Linked DNA regions of Athene noctua: region 2 is linked to region 1. The links are chromatin contacts, called in public Hi-C maps. All regions are on one chromosome and are shown on one strand. The core of a region is the stretch at or near the end of the contact, and the rest is flanking DNA. Distances in the headings are between cores, read along the strand shown.

Evidence for each region. A called contact is a pair of places that touch in the nucleus more often than the background predicts.
Region 2: a contact with region 1 is called in a Hi-C map of heart, with 2.4 times the contacts expected there. The contact joins the promoter of SUN1 here to the promoter of ZFAND2A in region 1. A contact is called at or near these places in 2 of 2 Hi-C or Micro-C datasets (heart and liver).

What each region holds. Positions count from the first base shown.
Region 1 is chr15:9,300,285-9,305,811 of bAthNoc1.hap1.1, reverse strand. ZFAND2A (zinc finger AN1-type containing 2A) reads right to left here and starts at 2,714. Exons shown (of 6, transcript XM_074919308.1): 1 at 2,554-2,714; 2 at 1,870-1,964; 3 at 1,095-1,226; 4 at 739-890; 5 at 116-205. The coding sequence starts at 2,608.
Region 2 is chr15:9,624,142-9,629,668 of bAthNoc1.hap1.1, reverse strand. It overlaps SUN1 (Sad1 and UNC84 domain containing 1), which reads left to right and starts at 2,479. Exons shown (of 23, transcript XM_074919668.1): 1 at 2,479-2,697.

The DNA.
Region 1 (5,527 bases), core at 1,465-3,964:
AAGGTCAACTACCAACTCTAGAACAGTTAGAGGTATGACAGGGACACTCCTACACTGTATTGACATAAGACTATTCTTAAACAGTGTTTGTCTTTTCTCCTTCTCCAGCTTATACCTGTTGTGCTGAAGACTCCCATTAGATGGCACTCCAATTGCTCCCGTTGACTTGAAGGCAGTTTGAGAGGCTCTCATCAGAGCTGCATATCTACAAAAGAAATACAACCGGGCTCAGCACTTCTTATGCACACTGCCAGTAGTTTCAGTCTTCCATCCAGTTTAATTATCTGCATTTGTCACACAAGTCTTACAGTCCTATTGCACAGAACAATGAAGGTACATCTCCCTGCAAGAGACATTTTTAATAAAGCTGAGTTTAAACTTAGCATGGCAGGGTACTGATTTTTCTTAGTTACTTCAATGTGCTGGGCAAAACTTCAGAATTCTAGTATTTAGATCCAGACCCCAATCAGTACTTGAGTGGGCCAGTTCCTAGTCTCAATTAGGAGACTGACACAGGTAAGCTTGGAAGAATTTTAGGGAAGCATTTGACAAGCTTTTATCTTGGCTCACAGACTTTCAGAAGTTAAGCCTGAAATACAAAGAAGAAGTAGTGACTGTGACTATTTTATTGATGTCACTAGTGGCTTACAGAATTCCCTATTGGTCTGAGCTCCCCACCAACCCGATACTAGCTCTGAAATTACAACTTGAGCTCAAAGTATCATAAATACAGCTTACCCTGCCTTGGAGGTGGAGTGACTGCTCGCTTTACAGTCATGATCCAGAGGATGCCGATGTTTTATGCAGAAGTTGCCACCACACTGTTCACAAACTACCTTCATCATCTCTTTCCTTCTGCAGCCTGGCTTTAAGCACTTGTTTGTGAAGATCTAAATAACAGAGGACATGAATTTGGCAATGCTGGCTTCCTTTCTGTGATCAGCTTCCCAAGTAAAGACCAAGCTGAAGCATAAATGCTCAAGCACCCTTAGAATCAAGACGAAACAGAGCAAGCTTCTGCACATCTGCTGTCAGAAAACCTAACTTCACAAGCATTAGGCAGACAGTTTAGACTTCAGCAGCAGTTTCCTTACCCTCTGCTTTTGCTGTGCTGGATTGTATTTGCAGCTCTTATCCATGTGGGCTCCAACCACAATATCTGGTATTTCCCCTTTCTGTATTGGGATGGGTGCATTACAGAGTGGACACACTGGAACCTGCACATTCTAAGAACATAAAACACAGATTAGAAGTCCAACTCAATTATTTTGCTGTCCTTCCCCTTCTCTTACCCATGGGTGATAGAAGTGTATTCACAAGTGGTTTACATTCTACTCATTTAGTAATGCTTTTAAAGATGTACTTCAAAGGCAACTGCAAATCATTATCCTAAAGTGTCAGACATGCTTTCCCAAATCAATTTGTAGCAACACATTTGGTAAGTTGACTTTAAATATGCTTCTAAGCTTTCTGAAATTACAGCCTTTGAACACCTCAAAGCCCAAGTATGGGCCAGAGATCAAAGTTTAGCTCCACATATTCTATTTATTTATTCTGTAGTTTCATATTTTCTGTCCTTTAGCTTAAAGGACCAGGGCTGCAAAAAGTTTTAGGCCACAATACATTGCTTAAAATATAAGGCACTCCTCTCTGGGAAGATGCTGTGTAAGTGAAACAAACTAGAATCTAATAGTACTGACCTCTGAAATTTTATGTTTCTGTATATTTGAAAATCAGCTCTATCATTAACTTATAACTTGTGGTTCTCACATCTGCTCCTATTAAAATCACATGTCAAGTTTCAGAGCAGCCTTTATACATGACTTGGCAATTTTGCAGTGTGAATCACTGACTTGCGTAAGAACTTACTTTCTTGTAGGCAGAGCTGCACTTGTGGTCATCATAACGGATGTGATCTTTACAGAATACTTCCCCACATGCATCACATTTCAGAGGAAGGAAGTCTGGGAGAAAAATTTAAAAAAGAAAACAGATTCTTATGGAGCAGAGCTAACAGCTGTAAGACTACTCATAAAAAACTACAAATAAATTCTAAAGCAAATATTTTTTGCCTAGTCACAATCCAGTTACATCTAGAGGAAGTATGTAATTCTCCACAAATGTTAAAACTAAAAAAAAAAAGTAAGAGTGATGTTTTCCCTCTTTTTATCCACAAACAGTTGTAAATACGTCAGAAGCTCCTTGAATACAGAACCTCTAGCGAGGCATTAGTCAAGAGCTAGGAGTTGAAGTACAAATCCAAAGCCCCGGCTCAAAAATCTTTTTATTCTTTAAAAACCATCCCTTAACAGTTTAACAACATACAAGAACAAAATACACCGGGCTCAACTGTCACCCCGCTACCAGACCTATTTAGGGGGATCACAGAAGCCGCACTGGTACCCGCTACTAACCACAGCACCCTCCTGCAGGGGCGGGGTGCAGGATTTGGGCCCCCCAGCACAGGACCTACCGCCCCTTACGAGTGCCAGCCGGCGGGGTGCTGGGGGAAGGTGCGAACTCGGGGTCCCGATCCCCCCCGCCCCGCCTTACCCAGCTGCCTGCAGGCGCGCTCCGAGCAGTGCCGGCCCAGCCCCGGGAGCTCCATGGCGGCCAAACAACGGGGCCTTCCCCACGGGGGCGCAGGGCGGCCGCCGCCGCCTTTATGCGCCTCCCGCTGACTCACCCGCGCGCACGTGCTGAGTCACGCTCCGGCCCGCCCCGGCCACCGCGGATGACGTCACGGCGGGACGAGCCAATAGTGACCCCCGCCCTCCGTCGCCGTCTGCTGCGTGTTCTCGGCGCTCGGCCAATCAGCGGCCGGGGGCGTGCTGAGTCATGCTGCGGGGGCGGGGCCGGGGCGGGGCCGAGCTAGGAGTGGGTCGGCGGGAAGGGAGAGGGGAGGGTGCGGAGGTGAGCTGAGGGTGGGGGCGCGGCGCGGCGCGGTGCGGTGCTGAAGACAGGGGCCTCTCCAGCTTCCCCAGGGGATGCAGCCGCAGGCCACAAGCAGTCCTGCAGCTGTGAGTACCGTGTTGTACGGGCGCTCCACGGGGCGGGAGTGCAGGGCTGTCCTGGCTGCGGGACACGTCTCAAATAAGGGCACGTGGGAGAGTGACCCAGAAAAACCCATGTCGGACTGGTTCACTCCAGAGGACACTACAGCATCTCAGCCCTTTGCCTTTTACATTTCATTTTTTCACCAGGGTTTAGGCTGTGGCACCATCCCTCTGGACTGTGATGCTTCACTCATGTTATTTCCAAACTTTATAATAAATCCAGAGAGCTCGGTGACAGAGGCTGTTCTCATCGCAGCAGGCTGATGCTCAGGGCCCCGCTGCAGGATTCAGCACGTGCTGACTGGTTTGGGTGGGCAAGCATCAGCTGCAGCTGTGGGTTTGCAGAAGTCAAATGGATAAAAAGTTTCCCTGCTGGTCTCTTTTTAAATGCTTATCTCACTTTAACAAGGCACCTCAAGATCAGGGTGTAGTTTAGAAATTTTGATCTTTGAGTGTGTGTAACAATATGGCTTCACACAGAGGAGGTGAGGACTATTGATTTAATGACATTTGTTACGGGATTGAGAAATGGACAAAATGTTGTTTTGCCTCTGGCCTCCCCAGAAAACACCTGACTTTCTCCTGTAGTACATGACTCAGATGCAGAGTGGAGCTATGAGATCGAAGAGGAGCTTTAGGAAGGCATGTAGTAACTGACTGCACAGGCTAATTTGTGCTGTCAAAGTCTGGGAATGGCATGTGCCACTCATCTGTCTTCCACGTCACCCTGCCACGCGGCATTCGCGTGACTCCTGCTGTGCGTGCCAGCTTACAGCCGGCCGCACCGATGTTACGGGCTTCCTGGCAGCACAGACCTGATGGGCTAAATGATATCATGTCATCAGCCAGATGTTCTTACCAGGCTATCCCACGCCTGGTAAGAACATCCTATTCCTGGATGGGTATTCCTGGACCCATAACATTACCCAAGGTCCTTCTTTAAAGCCCTTCTTTCAGAAAACAACTGCAATGACAGAGCACTAGCCTGCTGCAGGTCTTTGGTTTGCAAAGGGCTAACTCTGATTTTGTCTCCTGTGGCACTTGCTGCATGGGGTCTTCTCGGACAGCTGTGCCATGTCCATGCCAGGAGCACCCACAACCCCCCCCTGGGGGCACCCGGGGGGTGTGAGGTAGCCCCACCAGGAGATCCCAGTTCAGGTCTGGGAGCAGTGTGAAAGGCAGTGCTGTGCCGAGCGGACTGAGTCCTGTCCCTCTGCCCAGCATGGCTGTAGACACATAAACTTTGGAAACTGATGTGAGAAGAGACCTTCTGGGTCATTCAATTCAAGTCCCTATTAAATATATAACTACTACATGTAATCCCCTTCATAAACAAACCAAACCCGATGTTAAAAACTGTTTATTCCCATCAGAAGGCTGTCTCACAACCCCACTGCTCTCATGAAAAAAAGAGAGCTTCAAGTTTCTAGCATAAAATTTTTCCTGGCCATCTGCCTTCAAAGCAGTATTGTCCTTTGATTTACATAGTTTCTTTTCACTGTGTCTGTATAACCCGCAGCTGAAGGAAAGAAGCTTTGAATTGTGTAAGTTAGAGCCATCATTGTCTGGCTGCGTCCTAGAAGAGTGTTCTGCAGCAGTGGTGGATGTTTCCATCAGACATCACATTGTTCATCTGCTGATGGTCCCATCCCTGGGCAATGGCTGCCCTTCTCCTTGCCAGCAGAACCTACCTCTCAAGTCATATCTGATGCAAACCCTGGTGCTCTCAAGCCCAGGAAGTGCTTTAGCAGTCAGTACTCCTTTTAGCACAAAGACGTGTCTGGTACTTGAAAATACAGCCATGCAGCATTTTCCACCAGGTTCCTTTGGCCCATGACGTGTGATTGCAAGGATTTCCCTTGACTGAGCTGACCCAGCTACCTGATGTCTGCCAGGGCGGTGGGGGGCAGCCAGATCATGGCACACACCCCTACTTTTCTTGTTCTGATCTTGTTGGTTTTGACAGTTGGGAATGGGAGAGTGTTAAAAAGAAGGAGGAAACAGAAAAAAAAAATCCAAATATAAACAGTAATAGAAAGTTCAATTATACAAGATACTTGAAGACCTGTGCTTCATTATGCATCTATACATCAGCTCCATTGTACTATTTACACAACACTCAAGAATTCAGGAAGTGCAAAGAAAACCACATGCCCTACTGAGCTCACAGACTGATTTTTTTTTTCATATAAAGCACCTACCCAGCACCTAAGAGGAGTGGGACCCCAGTGATCTCCCCAGGAAGGCTTGCCAAAAAAACAGTGGGGCCAGCTAAGTGAAGAGGCTGGTGTCTTTGTTGGCTGGCTGATGCTGCGCTGGAGACTGGAGATCCGCTGCCAAAGGGATCATGTTTTATGGTGGGGAAGGGAGGAGTTTGCGTATGGATAACAACAGAAATGGCTCTGCGCAGATTAGATGCTCTTAAGGAAGACTGTAAATCCCAAGTCTAGAAACCCACATAGTACAGGCAG
Region 2 (5,527 bases), core at 1,230-3,729, 320 kb before region 1:
ATCTTCATTATTAGCAGCTGAAGGATCAACAAAATTACAGTTAACAGGCTTCTGTCCATCTACTGAGATCAATCCCCCAGAGAAGCTCACAAGCAGCAGTAACTGAGATGAAGCAGCAGTTGAGAGCTGTGAGGAGAACGGCTGCTCTGTCGGCCTGCCTTGCATGTAATCGGCTTTTCTTGTTAGTGTCTGAAATCCCCTGTAAGTCAGGGCCGTGGCAGAATCTAGTGGCAAAATTGAATTGAAGTGCTTTGCAGCCCCCTGTTAACTGATAACCTAATTGCTCCGTAGGGAGCACCCATTGCCTTTGGCTGACAGCAATTGATGGTGTAGAGAAAGGGCCCATAAAACGTGATGCAGATGGAGAGAAACTTTAATGAGCAAGAAATCAGATTTCCAGATATTTTAGGCAATTTTCATACTAATGCACATCATATATATGGTCATCTCCCCAGTCTTGAACATAAAGGTCACCACATGCCTCACGCTAGGGAACAAACCCACAGCATCTCCCTTGCCCAGCACAGCCCTGCCACGCGTTACCCCAGCACCCCGAGCCCAGCACCCCTCCCCAGGCTGCTGCTGAGCTCCCTGGGATGCACCACAGCGCTTCCCCAGCCCCACCACCTTCAGACTGGGAAGCAGTGACCTGGTCCCCTCACTGACCCACCACACAGCACCGCCCCGTGCTCAGCCATCCTCGTGCTTCCAGGCACCCCTGCCTGGGTGACGGCCACGCCATGGCCCTCACAGCCCTGGGAGAGGCAGCGTTTCACCCGTTCCAACCTGCACAGCAGCATGCCGTGCCCGCTACCCAGCATTACCAGTCAAACACCTTGCCACACTGGTTTCTGTCACATTCAGTCCATACACTGTGCGGTCCTGTGCCTTCTGATAGCACGGGCCAGAACGTGGAGCAGCCCTGGCTTCCCAGGTGTGAATGAATGCAGGAGTGCACTGGGAATGGGAGTGGGAGTCACGGCAGGAGGGGAAAGGAGCGGAGCAATAATGTGGGAATCACAGTGGGAAGGGAAGAAGAGGTAGGACTACAGAAATGTGGACTTTGAATTGGTTTGGCCTTGTATTGCAGTTTCCCTATACCTGGTGTCGGTAAAGAAAGCTTTTTTTTCCAATTCCCAACTGAAATATTTTTAATATGATCAATTTTTATTCCTATTGACCATTTTTCTACAGACTTCAGCTTGGCTAGTAAAATTAAGTGAGCCCACTTTGTGTTCAGAGCTCATTGTTGGACGCTGAAAAACTTTGAAATAATTTCTGTTTGCCTCAGAGCAGTTTATTCTGAAATGTGGAAAAATTAACTCCCTATACGTACCGGCTTCTAACAAAACTGGGACATCCAACCAAGTTTCCCTTAAATCCTAGAAACCAGAGGCCCTATTGCTCCTCATAGCCAAGGAGCAGAGGGACAGCCAAGTCTCAGCCATCCTCCTCCAGCCTCTTGGCCTGGTCCTGATGGAAAAACAACTGCTCAGGACAAGTCAGAGCGGCCCGGGGAGCTGGAGCAACGCCCAGGGAGCGCAACATGCCTTGTCCTGCCAGAGCAGAGCACAGCCTTGCCCTGGCTGGGCTCCAGGGGAACCGGGGCAGAAATATCCCCAAGGGGGCCTGGCCTCACACCACCAAAGAGTTTCAGGGAGATTTAAACTAAGAGGTGATTTTGCCCAGACTATCTTAAGCCCTTAAACATTACCTACTCTAAAGACAAGAAAACAGGTGTGAAGTAAGTACAGAAAGAGACGGGATGGCCAGAAAAGGGAGATGATTTACCGTTCTGCAAAGTATTCAGCCGTATGCCAGGAGGAGGTGACTGGTGAGGGGATGCACGTCTTACCAAATTATGTGTTGGCTTCCAAGCGTTACTGGAATCAGATCAACTTTGGCTGCAGCATCTTAAAACTCTCACATAGCTAGAGCAAAGGTCTTTTAAAATAAACAGTAATTGCCTAAAATTAGTGCTACATTGACATCAGCTGATGTCTTAAGTGAATGTCTTTATTTTACATCTCTGTGTCTTAAGGATTAGCTGCTTTTACCCATTTTGTATCCAAATAAGTACACAGAGTCTATTCATTTATTTGATAATTACATATTTATTACCCAGTCTTTCCCAGCAAGCTGAGTCATTTCTCCTGCATGCACAAGTAAATAACAATTTTTGGCCTGATTACCCTCTCTCAAGTGACACATTCCCTGTTCTTTTGTTTACTGCCATTTGAACCGTCCTTGCCCGCAGCGCACAGCATTGCAATGCCCACAAGAAAACTGTAGGCTCGGGGAGACTAAAGATTTAACAAAACGTGACTCAGATGCAGATTTCAAATTGAATGTATTGGCATACATTCCCCAAATATTTGAACAATGGGTCTTATTTCACACTATGACTTCTCTGCTGAAAGCAGGCCTGTGACATTTCTTTGGTGTGCAGTTGTCCAGCGGTTACCGCAGCCTGGGGTTGGCACTGGTGGAGCTCGTTTGAGCATGGAACGGGATCTGAAATGCTTAAATCCAGCTGAGTGGCTGGGTGCGATGTGCAAGTGCCAGGAGTCTTAGAGAACAGCAAGTGAAAGAAAATCCAAAGAAGACTGAGTGGGAAGGAAACAGCGAGGGGAGACACAGAAATAGTGGTAAAGTCAATGAGGATCCAAGCAACAGAGGCCGAAGTGAAAATTAGAGGTAACTCTCCTTGTCTCTAACATTTCTCTCTCCAGAGGCATCCCCGGATCCATTTTGCGGAGGGGGAAGCTGAGGCAGGGAGCAGCTTGGCTGCGGCTGCCAGCAGCCACTGCTGCCCGAGGGAAGAGCCTGAGGCAGGGCAGGACAGCCCTGGGGAGCGGGCGCCAGGGAGGGGGGTCTGGTGGAGGGAAGTTGGGGCCATGAGGGTGTCGTGTCTGACGGAGGGGAGCCGGGGCCATGAGGGGAGTCTGGGGGAGGGGAGCCCCGCGCTGCGCCCCGCTGTAGGGGGTGTGCAGGGGCTGTGAGGGGGTGTGTGAGGGCGGTGTGCAGGGGCTGTGCGGGGCGGGGGGTGAGGGGGGGTGTGGGGGTGTGATGGGTGCTGTGATGTGAGGGGCTGGGTGAGGGCGGTGAGGGGGGGTGAGTGGCTGTGGGAGGGGCTGAGTGAGGTGGGGTGTGAAGGGGCGTGAGGGGTGTGAGGGGTGGGGGGGTGTGTGAGGGGTGGGGGTTGTGTGGGGGGTGGGGGTGTTACCGGTGGGCGGTTACCGGTGGGCGGGCGGGCCGCAGAGGGGGGCGCTGGCGGCACGCGCCGCGCGGGGGGCGGGGGCTCCCGGCGGCCCCGGCAAAGCGGGCGGGGCGAGGCCAATCTCAGCCGCCGCTGTTGCCGCCGCCGGCGGTTCAGCCTTTCCCTCGCTCCTCTGGCGCCAGGTAACCAACACCCGGGCACCGGCGGCGCCGGCCTCGCGAGCGCTCGGTGTCCCCTCCCCGCCGCCCCCTCTGAGGGGGAGCCTCTCCCTCCCCGCGGCCGCGCCGGGGCGGGTGGGGTCTCCCCTTTCCCGTAGGGTCAGGCCGCGTTTCCCCGCCCTTCCTCGGAGCGGCGGGGGCCGGCGAACAGCTCGGCGCCAGCCCGTTCCGGCCGTTGCCGCGCTGCCAGCCGCCCCCCCGCCCCCGACACCCGCTGAGTGGCGGCAGCTGCCGCCCGCGCTCGCCTCGGCCCGCCCGCCGCCGCCTCCCGCCGTGAGGGCCGGTCCCGGGCGAGGCGGGCTCGGGCGGGCAGGGCCGCGTTGGGCGGCTGCCCGCGTGGGAGCCCGTGGGGCGTTGTGTCTCGGTCTGCGCCCTCCTCTGGGCAGAGGGGATCGGCTTGTTCCTCGGCTCGGACGGTAGTCCAAGGAAGGCAGCAGGACGTGAGGGTGTCGCGTTGGAGAGCGGGCTGGAGTTGTTCGGTCAAGTGCTGAGCCCTCTTGAGGGCCCGGAGTCATTTGGATCGGTGCTGTTAAACTGGAAGGAGAGAGACAAATCTCTGCCGTAACGGTCTGCCTGCCTGGGTGCCTCTGGGCCTGGCCCTCGGAGCGTTTCCTTGTCAGATGGAGCTATAACCTGCAGCTTTCCACCCGGATTTAGGAAAAACTGATAAGCGTGCTGTAGTGCCAGTGCTCGCCGCAGTTGCCGAGGCTTAGTGCAAAGGTAATGTACTGTAATCGATGTTGTGGCCTGGTGCTGGGCAGTGCCAAGCCTGTCTTTACTGTCAGCCCGGCTGTCACCTCAAGTCAGCCAGTGTCAGTGAACTGCTGCTGTGGGGAGTGTAGTTACACAGGGTTTTACTGTAAAAGAGTTTGGCATTACTCAGTGAGTGTGTGTAGTTTTACTGCAAAATGTGATATTTCAGTATTGTGCTTGCTTTGAGACGATAGGATTGTGTTCCTGATGTGGTGATCACATTTGGTTGCTCTTCAGTAAGCACAGGGGTACAAGTGTCTGAAACATGAGACTCTTTAGAGGCAGTGCCTGTCTTCTGTTGATCTCAAGAAGTTTTATGGCTGCTGGAAAGGAAAAGTGTTTGGTTTGCCTTGTTTCATGTTTCTTTACTAAAAAAAAAAAAAGTTGTTTATAATATAGGGAAAGAAAATCTTAGCTAGCAAATTCCATGTTCCGTGTTTCTGCAGTACTTGCAATCCTCCTATCCCATGTCTGGTTTTCAGTTTACCATTACACAAAAAAGGAAGTGAAAACTTTGTTCGTTTTCTAAAAATCTTCTATCTTAGTGGTTTGCAACAGACTCTTACAGGCTAATGCTTCTGTTCAATTTCCAAGTTCATCTTGATGTCTAATTCCCCCTCTCGCCTATGGGGGTGTATTACTATTTGCTGATTTTCCTAATAATGTTATGGAAGTAAGTTGCAGGCTTTTTTGTTGTAAGGGCTTTACTGGCAAGCTTAGTAGGCTTTTTACATTGATATGTTGGTAAATACGGGGTGTCTATATCTCCTTAAATCTGTGCTACTTGACTGACTTGTGACTTGGTGATTTTAAGCGTTGTGGACATTTTAGGCATTCAGGTGTAGGAGTTCGTTGTGAAGAGGAAGACGTCGGGGTTTATGTTGTTAGTTAATACTGAGGCTGTGTTCTTGGGCGAGTGCAGCGGTTTAGGAACGCGAGGCATTAAGCAAAATGCGCCTTTTGTCACCGGCGGCGAGCTAGCAGTTGGGCCGAAGGCGGACGGCGTGCCCCGGCGGCGGGACCCCTCGCCCGGGCGCCCGCGGGTTAAGCGCGGTGGGCTGGCCGCGGCCGCGAATTCAAACCCTGCCCCTGAGTGACGGCGCGGGGGGCTGGCTCCCGTCCGCAGGAGCCTGCGGGCTTTGTTGGGGCCGGGAAGCCATTTTGGGATCCTGCGCTGTGGCATGGAACAGCATGTCCTGTCCGCCGCGGAGCGCGCCCTGAGCCCGGGCCGCCGTCGCGGGCGCGGCGCCCCCCCGGCCCCCCGCCGCCCCCCCGGCCGGTGCAGCCCGCGGCGCCGGGCACCGGGCGCGCCCCGCAGCCTTCCCGCGCCGCTGCG